Linked DNA regions of Mus musculus: region 2 is linked to region 1. The links are chromatin contacts, called in public HiChIP or PLAC-seq maps. All regions are on one chromosome and are shown on one strand. Each heading gives the region's core, a stretch centred on a gene start, on an enhancer-like site or on the middle of the called end of the contact. The rest is flanking DNA. Distances are from core to core; before and after follow the strand shown.

What was found. HiChIP or PLAC-seq counts read pairs in DNA pulled down with a chosen protein or histone mark.
Region 2: an H3K27ac HiChIP or PLAC-seq map of embryonic stem cells shows a contact between it and region 1, with 5 times the contacts expected there. The contact joins the promoter of Lgr6 here to the enhancer-like site in region 1. A contact is called at or near these places in 4 of 39 promoter capture datasets (the 3T3-L1 cell line, the HPC-7 cell line, hippocampal neurons and 1 more), 1 of 484 Hi-C or Micro-C datasets (embryonic stem cells) and 3 of 115 datasets of contacts at active chromatin or transcription factors (embryonic stem cells and thymic regulatory T cells).

The regions. Positions count from the first base shown.
Region 1 is chr1:134,422,554-134,429,019 of GRCm38.p6, forward strand. It overlaps Adipor1 (adiponectin receptor 1), which reads left to right. Exons shown (of 8, transcript NM_028320.4): 2 at 368-602; 3 at 1,405-1,521; 4 at 2,198-2,369; 5 at 3,356-3,542; 6 at 5,529-5,716. The coding sequence starts at 462. Among named protein-coding and RNA genes, the nearest start is that of Adipor1, 10 kb to the left of the region's middle. Within about 2 kb of position 1,593, at least 18 of the 459 cell types and tissues checked have an H3K27ac peak or open chromatin away from gene starts, as enhancers often do. A contact at or near this core is called in embryonic stem cells, where this site is marked.
Region 2 is chr1:135,100,406-135,107,640 of GRCm38.p6, forward strand. It overlaps Lgr6 (leucine-rich repeat-containing G protein-coupled receptor 6), which reads right to left and starts at 4,871. Exons shown (of 18, transcript NM_001033409.3): 1 at 4,524-4,871. The coding sequence starts at 4,735.

The sequences.
Region 1 (6,466 bases), core at 343-2,842:
TACGTATCTAGGTGAGATTGGAGAGTTTCTGGTGAAGCATAATATTCTAAAGGAGACAGATTTGTTTGTTTATTTATTTATTTATTTATTTATTTACTTTTCAAGACAGGGTTTCTCTGTGTAGCCCTGTCTACCCTGGAACTCACTCTGTAGACCAGGCTGGCCTCGAGTTCAGAAATCTGCTTGCCTCTGCCTCCCAAGTGCTGGGATTAAAGGCGTGTGCCACCACTGCCCGGTGAAGACAGTGGATTTTATTTAAACAATGAGCTAGCCTTTACAGTTAGAGGCAGGGTAAGCTGATTAGCTATGTCATATTCAGTATAGCATTACAGAAATGAATCCGGTGTTGTCATGTTTGTATCTGCAGTGTCCACCATCACAGGAAGATCTCTGCCCTCTGGGGCTGAGAGACCCCAACCTTTCTTCAAGCTGAAGCTGCCAGGCACTGAGGTACCAGCCAGATGTCTTCCCACAAAGGCTCTGCCGGGGCACAAGGCAATGGGGCTCCTTCTGGTAACAGAGAAGCTGACACAGTGGAGCTGGCTGAGCTGGGGCCCCTGCTGGAGGAGAAGGGCAAGCGGGCAGCCAGCAGCCCAGCCAAGGTAAACTGTTTCCCAGAGTTGCTCGCTTGACCAGTGCCCTGCTGAATCTATTCAGTCTCAGTTTAAGATCTCCCTCCCTTTTAAATTACCCATAGGACCCTGGGGATAGTTCTGGATGTGTCTTGATTGTGCTTGGTTTAGGTGTCTTTATTTTTGTCTCTGAGCTTTGGGAGTTAATTTCCCAAAAGAGCACACAGTACTTTTGTAAACTCAGTGTCCAGCAGAAGAAGTGCAGTAAAATAATCACTAAATAGACCTGAATTAAGGTAATAGACAAAAATCCCTTCCACTGGGGCAAATGGAGATCTCTCAGGCAAGAGGGCCCAGTGAGTAAAGGTGCTGCCGTCTAGCCTGATGAGCTGAGGTTGATCCCTGGAACCTACAGAGTAGGAGAGAACCAATTTCCTCAAGCTGTCTTGATGAGTGCATGTGTGCGCGTGCACGCACGCACACCTACACTAAAATTGTAAAAAATGTTTTAAGAGAACAGGCACATAACATCTAAGGCAACATATACTCATAATAAAGTTTAAATAAGTAAGAAATTAAAATTTAAATAATGTCTAGGCTTGGTGCACTAAGCCTGTGTTCTTCCAATGATAGTCTCAGTCTGCGTCTTGTGTGCCAAACCAAACTTTCACCCAGTGTAGATAAAGTAGGAATCTCAGGCGACTGTGGCCAACTCAGTATCATGCTGTGGGGGCGGAGGGCCAGCGTTCTGAGGGTGAAGCTGTGAGTTTGGATCTCCCCAGAAACGTGCAGTTTAGGAGTTGATGTCTAGACTGTTGTTGTGTTCCTTTAGGCTGAGGAAGATCAAGCATGCCCGGTGCCTCAGGAAGAGGAGGAGGAGGTGCGGGTGCTGACGCTTCCTCTGCAAGCCCACCATGCCATGGAGAAGATGGAGGAGTTCGTGTATAAGGTGTAGCCTAGAGCTGGGAAGGGGTGGGGGCAGGGTGGAGCCGAGGTCTCTGGGAAGGGGCGGGGCAGGGTGGAGCCGAGGTCTCTGGGATGTCTCTAACTGGCGAGCCTACCTGGAGTTGAAGAGCACTTGCTTGATGACCTAAGGTCAATCCCTTGATCCTCGTGGTTAAAAAAAGAGAGTAATTCTCACAAATTGTGGGAATTTTCTGATTTTCACATGTACACTGTTGCACTTGTATGCCCACACATACACATATAAAATAAATAAATATAACTTAAAATGAAGAAGAACGAATTACTGCTTTACAAAGATACAGAATTAGCACAGTAAGGACTTCAGAGGAGTAAACAAGGAGAGAGGAGCAGGAGCCAGAAGACTCCAGGAAAACATCAGGAGAGATTTGTGTTTGTGAAAAACATGCTTAGGATTTCTTTGTCTTCTCTCAGTATATTAATTTTGAAAATTCAAGGAGCATAAAGGAGGTTCCCTATAAAGTGGCCAACATATCAGCCAGTCCCCTGCTGGGTATCTCCAAGGCTAGCCTTATTCCCCTGGGACTTGGCACCACCTGAAGCCTGAGTGACCACCTCCTAAGCAGGTTCTCTTCAGTGCGGTTTCCCCAGGAAAGCTCCTTTTCACTACAGCCCATCTAAAGGCGTCGTGTGTGTTGTAGGTCTGGGAGGGACGTTGGAGAGTCATCCCGTATGATGTGCTTCCTGACTGGCTGAAAGACAACGACTACCTGCTACATGGCCACAGACCACCTATGCCCTCCTTTCGGGCTTGCTTCAAGAGCATCTTCCGCATCCACACAGAGACTGGCAACATCTGGACACATCTGCTTGGTGAGTGATTTGGATGAGGAAAAAAAAAAAGTTTGTAGTGATGCGTGCTGTACCACTGGGCACCATTCTAGTCATGGGTTGTTGGTGGCGATGCACTCCTTTAGTTCCGGCACTTCGATCTCTGTGAGTTCAAGGCCAACCTGGTTTACATAGGAGTTCCAGGCTAACCAAAGAAATAAACAAAAAAGGAATTCCAATCTTACTTGCCAAGGAATTTGTCCATGGGGAGAGAATAAAATGTTTCTGAATAGTTGATATCAGGAGTCTGGCCTTTTAGGTTATTGTTCACCTTACTTGATAGTTGATTGCTGGTCTTTACCACAAGACAGAAGACCCAGAACATGAGGGAATGGCGCTGCATCTTGGCTTTGGCTTCTTGCTGGAACATCTGTGTAGTGGGAACTCATGATTCCTAACTTGCCACTCTAAAAACAAACTGCCACCATTCACAGACTAATACTTTTGTGGCCTACGAGTGTGTGCTTGCCTAGCTCCAAGAAGCCCTGGCTTTGACTCCTAGCACTGAGTAGACTGGGCATGGTGGCACATGCCTGCAATCCCAGTATTCAGGAGGTGGAGGCAGGGAGGTGAGAAGTTCAGGGTTACCCTAGCTACACAGGGGTTGGCGGCCATTCAGGAGTACATGAAACCCTGTCCCAAAATAAAAATGTCAGGGTTGGAGAGTTAGCTCAGTGGTTGAAAACTCGTGGTTCTTCCAGAGGATCCAGGTTCAGCTCCCGGCATGCACGTGGCATTCACACATCCTCACACAGACACATACGCAGACAAAACACTGATACACATAAAATAAAAATAAGTAAATTATTTAAGAGATAATAAGATAAAAGTGTCTGTCTTGGTTTGTCTGGCTGGCTGATGGCAGTTCACATAGCTAATTCCCCTGTTTACTGATAGAAACAGTGGCTGCCTCGGTGTGTGTAGTCCAGATTTCCTCACGGGTGGTTTTTCCTTTTTGTCTCGTGCAGGTTTTGTGCTATTTCTCTTTCTGGGAATCTTGACGATGCTGAGACCAAATATGTACTTCATGGCTCCCCTGCAGGAGAAGGTGGTCTTCGGGATGTTCTTCCTGGGCGCGGTGCTCTGCCTCAGTTTCTCCTGGCTCTTCCACACTGTCTACTGTCATTCAGAGAAGGTCTCTCGGACTTTTTCCAAGTAAGTTGAAAGGCCAGCCACAGCAAGAGACCATGTGTGTTATTGTCACATCTTGTCCCAGGGCTGAGCAGGCACTTGGAGCTGCTGGAATTCTTAACGGATCCCTGTTGTGCCCGGGGAAGTGAAGTTTTCTCTTCTGTTGTTAGAGCAAAATGACAAAGTTTTTCTTATAGAAACTAAAACGTCATAATAAGCTTCCCACGACCTCCTCAACAGATGGAAACCAATTCTGGGATATGTTTTCTACTGAGACAGTAGTGTCTTTTGTGAAACTTGAGGTGCTGATGGATTGCTTTCAACACCATGTACCTAATACTAGCTTATCTTTATTGACTGGGGCCAAGTGGTGTGTGGCAAGCAGTCTGTGCTTCAGACCCCACGCAAGGCTTATCTTGTTGGCCAGACGGTGCTAGAAGCATCAGCTATCTGCCGGGCACTCCATGGCCCTCGCTCAGCATGGGGCTGTTTACTTGGGTAGTGGTTGCTGCTGCTTTCTTAGTGATAGTGGTAGATTGTTTTATTTCACCAGTAATGAGAGTGCATGTGTATTATTTTGCACATCAGTTTCAAGGAAGGTGAGAAATAAATAAAATTTTTTAAAAAACAAAGTTCAAACTAAATTTTTAGGTCAGGAGAGATGGCTCCACGGTTAAGAGCACTAGTCAGTGCTCTTAAAACTAGACCTCTTCCAGAGGTCCTGAGTTTAATTCCCAGCAACTACATGGTGGCTCACAACCATTTGTAGTGGGATCTGATGCCCTTTTCTGGTGTGTCTGAAAACAGTAACAGTGTACTCATATAAATAAAAATAAAAAAATCTTTAAAAAAAAAAAAACCCTAAAGTCCAAGGAGGGTGGGGTGCACCTGTATTCTAAGCTACTCTGTAGGCTGAGGCAGGAGGACCACTTGAGCTCAGAAATTTGAGACAAGCCTGAACAATATAGCAAGACCTTGTCTAAAATCATCAAGAAGAAAATAGGTCTGGTAGCTAACATTGGCAGGAAAACTGCTGTGACTTTCAGGCTAGCCCAGGTTACATACTGGATTTCAAGGTCATCCGGGGATAGAAAGCAAGGCTCTCTTCAAAAACAGGAGAGTTGGTTTGGTGATTCTGTGAATAAAAGTGCTTGCCACCACGCCTAATGACCCAGGTTCAGTCCTGGGACCCACATGGTAGAAGGCAGGAACCAACTATGAATACTCAGGTGATAGTGAACACACAAATAAATAATTTAAAGGAAAAAGTCAATAAGAACAGGAACAGAAGTACTTGTTATGCTGAATGCGGTGGCACATGACTGTAATTCTAGCACTCAGGAGGCAGAGGCAGGAGAAGGAACTAAAACTGGAGACCAGTTTACCTAATGAGTATAAGGCCTTTTAGCAGGACCTTGTCTCACAAACAAGCATCCCCTATGATGCTCCTAATCCAAGGGTTTTAGTTTTAGAACTCCATCAGATTGGGGAAATAACCAGAGCCTGAGTGTTATGTTCTGAAAGTGTCTGATACAGCCCAGGCTGGACTTGAGTTTGCTCTGTAGCCTTGAACGTCCCCACCTTTTGCCTCCACGATCCAAGTGCTAGGATTACAGGTATGCACCACACACCTGGCCTTCTTAGAGATTTTTTTCAAGGGGGTTGGGGGTAGGGGGCCTTGGAACTCCTTCCTTAGAGCAGGCTGGCTTGGAACTCATGGAGATCCACCTGCCTCTTCCTCCCTAGTGCTATGATTAGTGACATGAACCATCACCACCCAGCTTTTAGAGAATTTTTACTGAAAAGCAAAATGTTCTCAACTTTGAGGAGTTTGGGTATAGGATAGAGTATAGGGAGTGTTGAGGAGTTTGGGTACAGGATAGAGTATAGGGAGTGTTGAGGCTGGAGATAGTCAGGTCTGGGTGCAGGTGAGAGACGGTTAACTGGGTCATGAGCCACAGGCATTCTTTTCTCATGCTCACGTGTTTGATCTTTGTGGCTTACTTCTAGACTGGACTATTCAGGGATTGCTCTACTGATTATGGGGAGCTTCGTTCCCTGGCTCTATTACTCCTTCTACTGCTCCCCACAGCCGCGGCTCATCTACCTCTCCATCGTCTGTGTCCTGGGCATCTCTGCCATCATTGTGGCACAGTGGGACCGGTTTGCCACTCCCAAGCACCGGCAGACAAGAGCAGGTGAGTGGCGTTGCAGGCCTCTAATGCAGAGGTTCTCGGCCTTTCTAGTGCCGTGACCCCTTAACGCAGCTCCTCAGGCTGTGCTGATTCCCAGCCATAATGCTGTTTTTCACTACTGCTTCATAGCTGTAATTTTGCTGCTGTTATGAAGAGTAATGTAAATATCTGTGATTTCTGGTGGTCTTAGGAGACCCCTGTGAAAAGGTGGTTCAACCTTCCAAGGGGTCTAGACCCACAGGTTGAGAACCTCTGGTTTAATTCCAAGTACTCAGGGTGGTTGGTGTGGTTGGATCAAGTTCAAGGCCAGCCAGGTGACCTTGTCTCAAAGGAATGATAAAAGGGCTGGACATAACAGTTACAAGGAAGGGTGTTTGCCTCTTGCCCAGTATGTGCAAGACTTGGGGCTCAATCCCTAATACCAGAGTGGGGAGAAGAAAAGGGAAGGGGGCTGAGTGGGTAGGAAGACAGTGCTGTAGAGCTCAGGGGGATTGGACCGTGCGCTGAGTCAGCTCAACCCTAAGTTTTAGTTCACAGAATCCACACAAACTGATTTATGTTTAAAACTCGAAAAGTGGCGCAAATTTTCAAAGCTGTTTTCCCTTGGTATTTCAGTGCTAATGGGTCAGGTCATAATACAGTTGCTCACTTAGCTTCAAGCATGTCTGTGCTTTGATGCTGTGAAAATATAGCAAGCATAGTTGTTCTTGTGACTGACTCCTAGGCACTAAGACAAGGGAATAAGAATTAGCA
Region 2 (7,235 bases), core at 3,621-6,120, 680 kb after region 1:
CCGCCGGTGCCCCACCCAGCCGCTCCCGTGCCCACTGCCGCCAGAGCCCAGAGGTTTCCTTTTTCTTTTTGCCTAAGGCTGTCTCCTGCCTTTCCTTTGAACTGGGGTGACAGCTCCCCCACACAGCCACTCTCCTCCAGCAACCCCCCAGGCTCTTTCAACAAGGGAGGGCCCAGGGGACCCCACTTCCTGAAATTGCTCCATCCCTCCCTTGCTTGCTTCTCTCTGCTTTGGTCTGGGTGCTGCCTGGATTCTCTCTCTCCCTCCTGGATTCCAGAGCTCTCCCTGTTCCACACCGGCAGCGAAGGACCCAGGGTTTCCAGCCAAATGTGGAGCACAGAGATCCAGAGAAACCCTGGGACTTACCTGGGGGTCTCTCACCCACTGTGAGATTGAGGATTAGAATTTATGTACCCCTCATCACAACGGAAGTGCAGAGGCTGGACCAGGCAGGGAGCCTCCGAGATGAGGAAGTGAGCTGACAAAGTGATACCCCCCCACACACACACACACACTCTAACCCAGGGCCAGTGTTTGCCAATTGATGCTAAGTGAATCTCACCTCTCGTCCCTCCAGTAACCCATCTGGGGCAAGCTGGAGAGCAAGCTAGGGTCTTCTAGTGGTCACCCCCTCCCATTCCACGAAGTCTTGAGACTGTACCAGCTGGTGGGGGCAGCTGCAAAAGTGTTCTGGTTCCCCAAGGTCGCCACCAATGTCTACATGACAGTGTGTTCTCCCGCCACATACACACAGCCCTCAGCATACAGAGACTTGTTGAACAACTCCCATAGCAGGCTGCTCCGCTTTCCAGTACTAGCTCCAGCACCTCCACCTCCAGGGAGCCTTCCAAGACAACTGCCTCCTGGCTCCCTGGTGACAACACTATTAACACTGTGTTCTTCCGGACCCTATACCTGCAGACACTACCTCAGTGAAGCCACACAGCCACCGTTTGAATCAGGTATTAGCTTCATTTATAGATGGAGAAGCCAGGTCAAGTTATAAACCAATATACTTGCTCAGTTTCTGCTAGCGCTGCCCTTCACACCAACGCCCACCCTTAACCTTCTGTGCTCTTCCTATGACACACTGCCTCCACCTCCATCTGTCTGGTTATAGACATGCTTAAGCAATGGCAAGAGATTATCCTGATTCTACACACACACACACACACACACACACACACACACGCACATGCACACGCACACGCACACACACACGCACAGTCACACGCACCTGACCTTTCGCACAAACCCAGTGGTTATTCTGGCTTGAAGGAAGCGAATTCCCTTTGAGTAGCCTGGCATAGAGCAAACGTTTTGGCAGCAGTAAGTAACAAAACGGATGCTTAGGGGTAACCCACAGTGCTTGAGCCTCTGAGAGTTTACAGCCAGAGGTACACACACACTCTCCAACATTTCTCAGTGCCGAAGGCAAACAGGAGACCCCACGTAAATCCCTGGATTCCCCAGCTCTGGGTGCATTTGCCTAGCGAGCACGTGCTACATGTATATTCCTGTGACTGCTAGTGCTGGGGCATGACAGGGACACCTCTCATTCCCATCCCCACAAACTGCAGTGCCCCAGAGCCAGCTGAGGCATATTCCTCTCCATCTCTTTCCGTAAGAGGCCTCAACTCAGGGAGACACACAAAACCCAGCAAATTTCCCTGAGCTTCACTCCAGTGAGGGTGTGGGAGGAGCCCTTCTAGAGACACTTGAAGTACTGTGTATAAATGAATGACTCCTAACTTTGATCAAACAGGGCTGGCATTGGGCCCCAGACTGTTCGTGGGTTTTGGACTTGTGTGTCAAATAAATAGACATAAAGACTCTCGGTCTCCCTGGGAACAGGAATGGAGGGAGGTGGAGGCAGCCACTTCATGACAGGTACTGGCTAGGAAGGATCCTTACTATCCCCGGGTGGGAAGCAGAGGCCAAGTAGTTTTATACTGAAATTCTGTCAAGGAAGCACTAAAAGGGACCCAGGATGTCTTTTGTGGCCCGCCAGCAGGTCCTAATACTGCCAAGAAGGGACAGGGTCCCAAGATATCCCTGCCTGGCTCCTTCTCATGATCTGTCTCTCATTACCTTCCAAGGCCTTTGCAGAGCTAGAAGGATAGCTCAGAACAGTGATGTGTGTGATGCACAGGCATGAAGATCTGGTTTCTACCTGCAGAGTTCATGCAAAAAGAGTCAGAAATGGTGGCGTGCACTTGGTCATTCCCCAGAGTTCATGCAAAAAGAGTCAGAAATGGTGGTGTGCACTTGGTCATTCCCCAGCGCCAGGTGAGGAATATGAGCAGATCCCTGGGACTCCCCGCCTAGATCACTCAATGAGCTCCAGGTTAGCATGGGACACTGTCTCAAAAAACAAAGACAAAACCAAACCAAAGGGACAGCTCCTGAGATGTGACACCTGCGGTTGACCCCTGGCCTCCACACACACTGAACATGTACCTGCAGACATGTGCACACCAACATAGATACACACACACACACACACAGAGAGAGAGAGAGAGAGAGAGAGAGAGAGAGAGAGAGAGAGAGAGAGAGATGTAAAATGTCCTCGCAGCTCCCCTGAGAAAGCAAAGAGGGAAGGCTCCACCTCTGAGCTATCTACAGATAGTAGAAGCCCCTCCTCCACCCCCCACTGGGACCCCTGCACAGCCCAGGCAGGAGGATGGGTCTTTCCAGCTCTCTGCAACGCTGTGTATATTGCTGAAAAAAATCTCCGGATCACCCAGGACCCACACCCGTGACTCCCTTCTCCTACCCTCGGAAACTCAAAGGCTTCCTTGACACCCACAAAGACTCAGGAAGAGCTCAGAAACCTTCACCTCTTCTAACCCAAAGATACCCCGCATATCAGAGGGCACTGGGTCAAAGTGTCACGGAACTGTTGTCACCATGGAACGTGGAATACTTGGATCCCCAAAGTGAAACTCTATCCTTATTCCCAAGCCCTGCCAGGAAAAAAAAAAAAAAAAAAGTCCACAGATTACTCTAGAAAATTTTGGTTGCTGAGAAATGTGGCCTGACCTGCCACCCTCTGAAAGGTCCTGTGTCCTCTCTGTTCCTTTAACACAGGCAAGAGGCCTCTTTTCTGCTGTCCTGGAAGGCTGAATAGAAGTTATTTCTAAAGTCTTTTTAGCCATCTTCCCTGTCTTCCAAAGAAACAGTGTCATAGACCCCTAATGTATTAAACTGCTAGAAATGGAATTTCTGGGGTGTGATGGCGGTGGGCCCAGACCTGCTGCTCTCTGCTTGGTGCTGGGCACCCTCACAGCTCTGCTGTGAATACCTGTGCCCACCTCTCCCATCACCCCTAGGGGCTGTACAGGACTTGGTTTGTCCTTCTGGAATATGGGTGTTTCTGTTCCCACAACTGTTTCTTTTGGAGTGAAGAAGGATATGGGGGCGGGGAGGTAATCGCGATATGGAAGGAGCCCCACAAGGGGCACTAGTTCAGGATCCCCCACTTTTACCAGGACACCACCCTCTCATCGCACCCTGGCCCCACCAGCTCTATTGCCGAGCCTCTGGGAACAAGCCCGGCTGCCTCTTCCTCAGCGATCCTCAATTCTAGGATCCCAAAGCCGAGAGAGCCTCTCTCAGGCCTGAGGGAGCTCTGGCCAGACTTTCTACCCAGATCTTCCCACCTTCTCTCCTTCTTCTAAGGGATAGCAGGGGAGGCCAGGGGGTTTCCTCTCCCTGCAGCAGGGGTCAGGGCCAAGAGGTCCGGGCTATGCTCCCACCCACTCCTGCCCAGGTAGTGATCAGCTACAGCTTCCGGCTCTCCCGATTCTGAGCCGGCTACCCCCAATAGGGTCCCCTTCGTGCACCACCTCACCCCAACTCAGACTCTAAAAATGGTTCTCTGGTTTTCAGTCTTGAAGCCTGCCCACAAATTAGTGTCTCTAACACAGCCTCCTGGGACAAGACTTCAGGGAGGCCTGGGGAGGGGGTAGGAGACCTCCACACAAGAAGATGGTACTGGCAGAGTCCCTAACTAAGGAGAGGAGAGCTGCGTGGACCCTTCACCAAAGCCCCCTGCCTCAGTGGGGCAGTGCCGCTTCCTGCTGTGGTGGAAGAACCCATTTCATCCCTACCAGGGCAAACTTCCCTCACCTCCTAACAGAGCACTAACTTTTGCCTTCATCAATCCTGGGCAGTGTTCTTCTGAGGAGGACAGCAAAAGAATATACTGTCACACACACACACACACACACACACACACACACACACACACACACCACTTTCTTGCTTGGCGTTCACACTGCACTTCACCAGGTCCCACATTAAGCCCATAGGGGTGGGGGAGAAACACCTGGGAAAGGTAGCAGGGAGGCCTAGGCTCATTTCTTGCCTCAGTTTCCCAAGTTCTAAGACTAGCTTCCCAGTCCTTCACTCTTGGAAAAGGAAGAGCCCTCTTGGGGATGCGCATGTCCAAGGGCACCAAACGAGTGTTTGCGGGGCAGGCGGCCATTACGAATAACAGGTACCAGCAGGTGAGTACTCACAGGTAAGCCGTCAGGGGGTCCAGGTCCGCAGGCACCACTGAGAGCCCGAGCTCGGAGCAGTCAGCGGACAGCATGATGCCGTCCTCCTGGCAGTGGCAGGGAGCCGGGCAGGCGGGACGCCCCGGGCCAGGCTGGGGGTCGCTGCCCGCGCGCGCCGATGCGCACAGCACAGCGCAAAGCCACAGCGCCAGGAGCCCAGGCGGGCTGTGCATCTCGGCGGCGGGCTGCGGGGCACCTGGCGGGCGCTCAGACGGGCGAGCGCACGGAGTTGTGCGCGCGCGGCTCACCTCCTGGTCCCGGGCGGGCCCGAGGGCTGCGCCGTCGGTGGGCAACGCCCCCGCTCGACTTGGCTTGGGCGCGGCGGCGGCAGCGGCGGCGGGACGGTGCAGTCAGAGAGGGGCAGGCATTGTTGAGTGATCTTCGTTATTCAGTTTCACAGGCTGGGCTTGGCGAGGGAGGGAGACACGGGGGTGGGGTGGGGGGGCTGGGAGGAGGAGTCAAGGAAACTTTCTACGCTGTGGCTCGCTCCCCTTCCCTCCTTCCTTCCCAGCTGGCAGGAATTTCATCGGGGGCGTGGGGTAGGAGAGGGGCGGTGAAGAAAGCAAAGAAACCCAAAGAAAGCTAGGAAGGGCCAGCACATCAGAGACCTGCACTTGTTTAGAAAGGGTGCCCCAGAGCTGGGCCTATGGGGTCGAATTCTTTTTGACTTTGGGAACAGCCACAGGGTCTCAAGGGACCAGAGACCATCAGGGGAGAAACAAACAAACAAAAAACAAAACAAAACAAAAAAACAACAACAAAAGAGAGTTCCACAGACTTGAGCCCCACTACCAGATTTTAGGCTGATGGGAAAAGAGACCCGAGAGAAAGAGATGTTCAAGGTCACACGGCAGTTGGGGACAGCCTCAGAACTAGTGCCCAGATCACTCCTTTACACCCATTCCGACCAGGGAAGGAAGAAGGTCTCAAGGAGGAAGGACGTGGTCGCAGGTTGGTAGTAGGAATGAGGAGGGGCCCCCTCATTGAGGAGCCACTCCTCAACACCAAGCAACTGGCGTAGATTCCACCTGATGCACAGGGCATGGAAATGAACTCATGTAGACTATAAGATCTAAGGTCTAGAGATCACCCTGAACCTTGATCTCGGGACCCAGGACAGCAGAGGGGCTGCCCTCCGCACAGCTGGTTGCCAGAGCTTGCCAGCGAGTCGGCTGATTGGCGCCACCTGGAGGCCCAGTACTACAGATGCAGCTCAAGCACCTTAAGGGCCCGATTCCATCTATAATCCATCTATAATCCCAGGACCTTGGAGAGCAAGGGCAATAGTGGCTAAAACTGGAGTCAAGACTCAGCTCTCTTCTTAGGCCAGCCTGGGCTAGCAGTGCTTCCTTCACGTGTCCTTTTGCTTTCTCTGGTCTCCAGATCTTTCCCTGAGCCAAGCCCCAGGATGGAACTAGACCAAGTTGGGAGCAGTTTGATCCCCATGGTCCATGAGGACCACACGGAGGTAGCCAAGATACCCTCCACCTTTTACTTCTATATCCCAAACACTTCATCAACCCCTCTCTATCTTTGCGGACGCCGCAGGGCCCGCAGAGGGGAAGCTGCATAGTCAGACCAAGAAGCCAAAAGAACTGTGCTGTGCTTCCAGGGCTCCAGCCGCAGCTGTGATAGAACTACAAGATGAGCCTGTAAGAAGGTCCCTCCACAGCCACACAGACCTGCAAGCAGAAGCCCCCTCTGTATTTACTCTCGCTTACCCCTTGCCTTCACCTTGGCTCTAACCCCTCATACACACACACACACACACACACACACACACACACACACACACACCATTCATGCTGCTCCAAGTCCCCAGCCAAAGCTGGAAAATCACACTTGGGCCCCTTTCCACCTCTGGAGCAGCCTTCTGAAGTGGGCTTGGGCAACTCAGAGCTGAGTGTCCAGCCTGCCCACAGGATGGAGAGTCACTCTGGGGCCAACCCTTGGACTCCTGAGAAATGCAGTACTGAAGAAAACATTAATGTTCAGTCCTAGGGGGTCACAAGAACCCATTCTCACTTTGGGAAAGCTCCTCGCTAGTAGAAAGCCCCACTTTTTTTTTAAGTACACTTGTCTTGTGTATGGGTATGATTGTAGAGACGGTTCAGTGGTTAAGAGCACTGCTCTTCCAGAGGACACAGGTTCAATTCCCAGCAACCACGTGGCAACTCACAACTGTATCTCCAAGATCTGACACTCTCACACAGACATACATGCAGGCACACACACACACACACACACACACACACACATTTTGTGTAAGGGTAGCATGGGCACATGTGCCATGGCACATGACGTAAGTATGTAACCAGAGACCAATCGGTGGGAGTCCATTCTCTCCATCACCATATGTGTCCCAGAGATTGAGCCCAGGTTATCAGGTTTGGCACCAAGCACTGGTGCCCATTGAGCTTCTGACAGCCCAGCGCCCCCTTTTGTTACTTAGGGTTTTTTTGTTACTTTTGTTTCTTGAGTCAGGATCTCCTGTAGCCCAGGCTAGCCTCACCCTTGCTATGTAGCTAAGGATGATCTTGAGTTCGGATCTTCTTGTCTTTACATCCTGAGTGCTGGGATTCCAGTCATGGGCTACCATGCATAGTCTATGCGCTATTAGGGGATCAAACCCTGGACCGGGATATCATGCATACAAGGCAAGAATTCTACAAA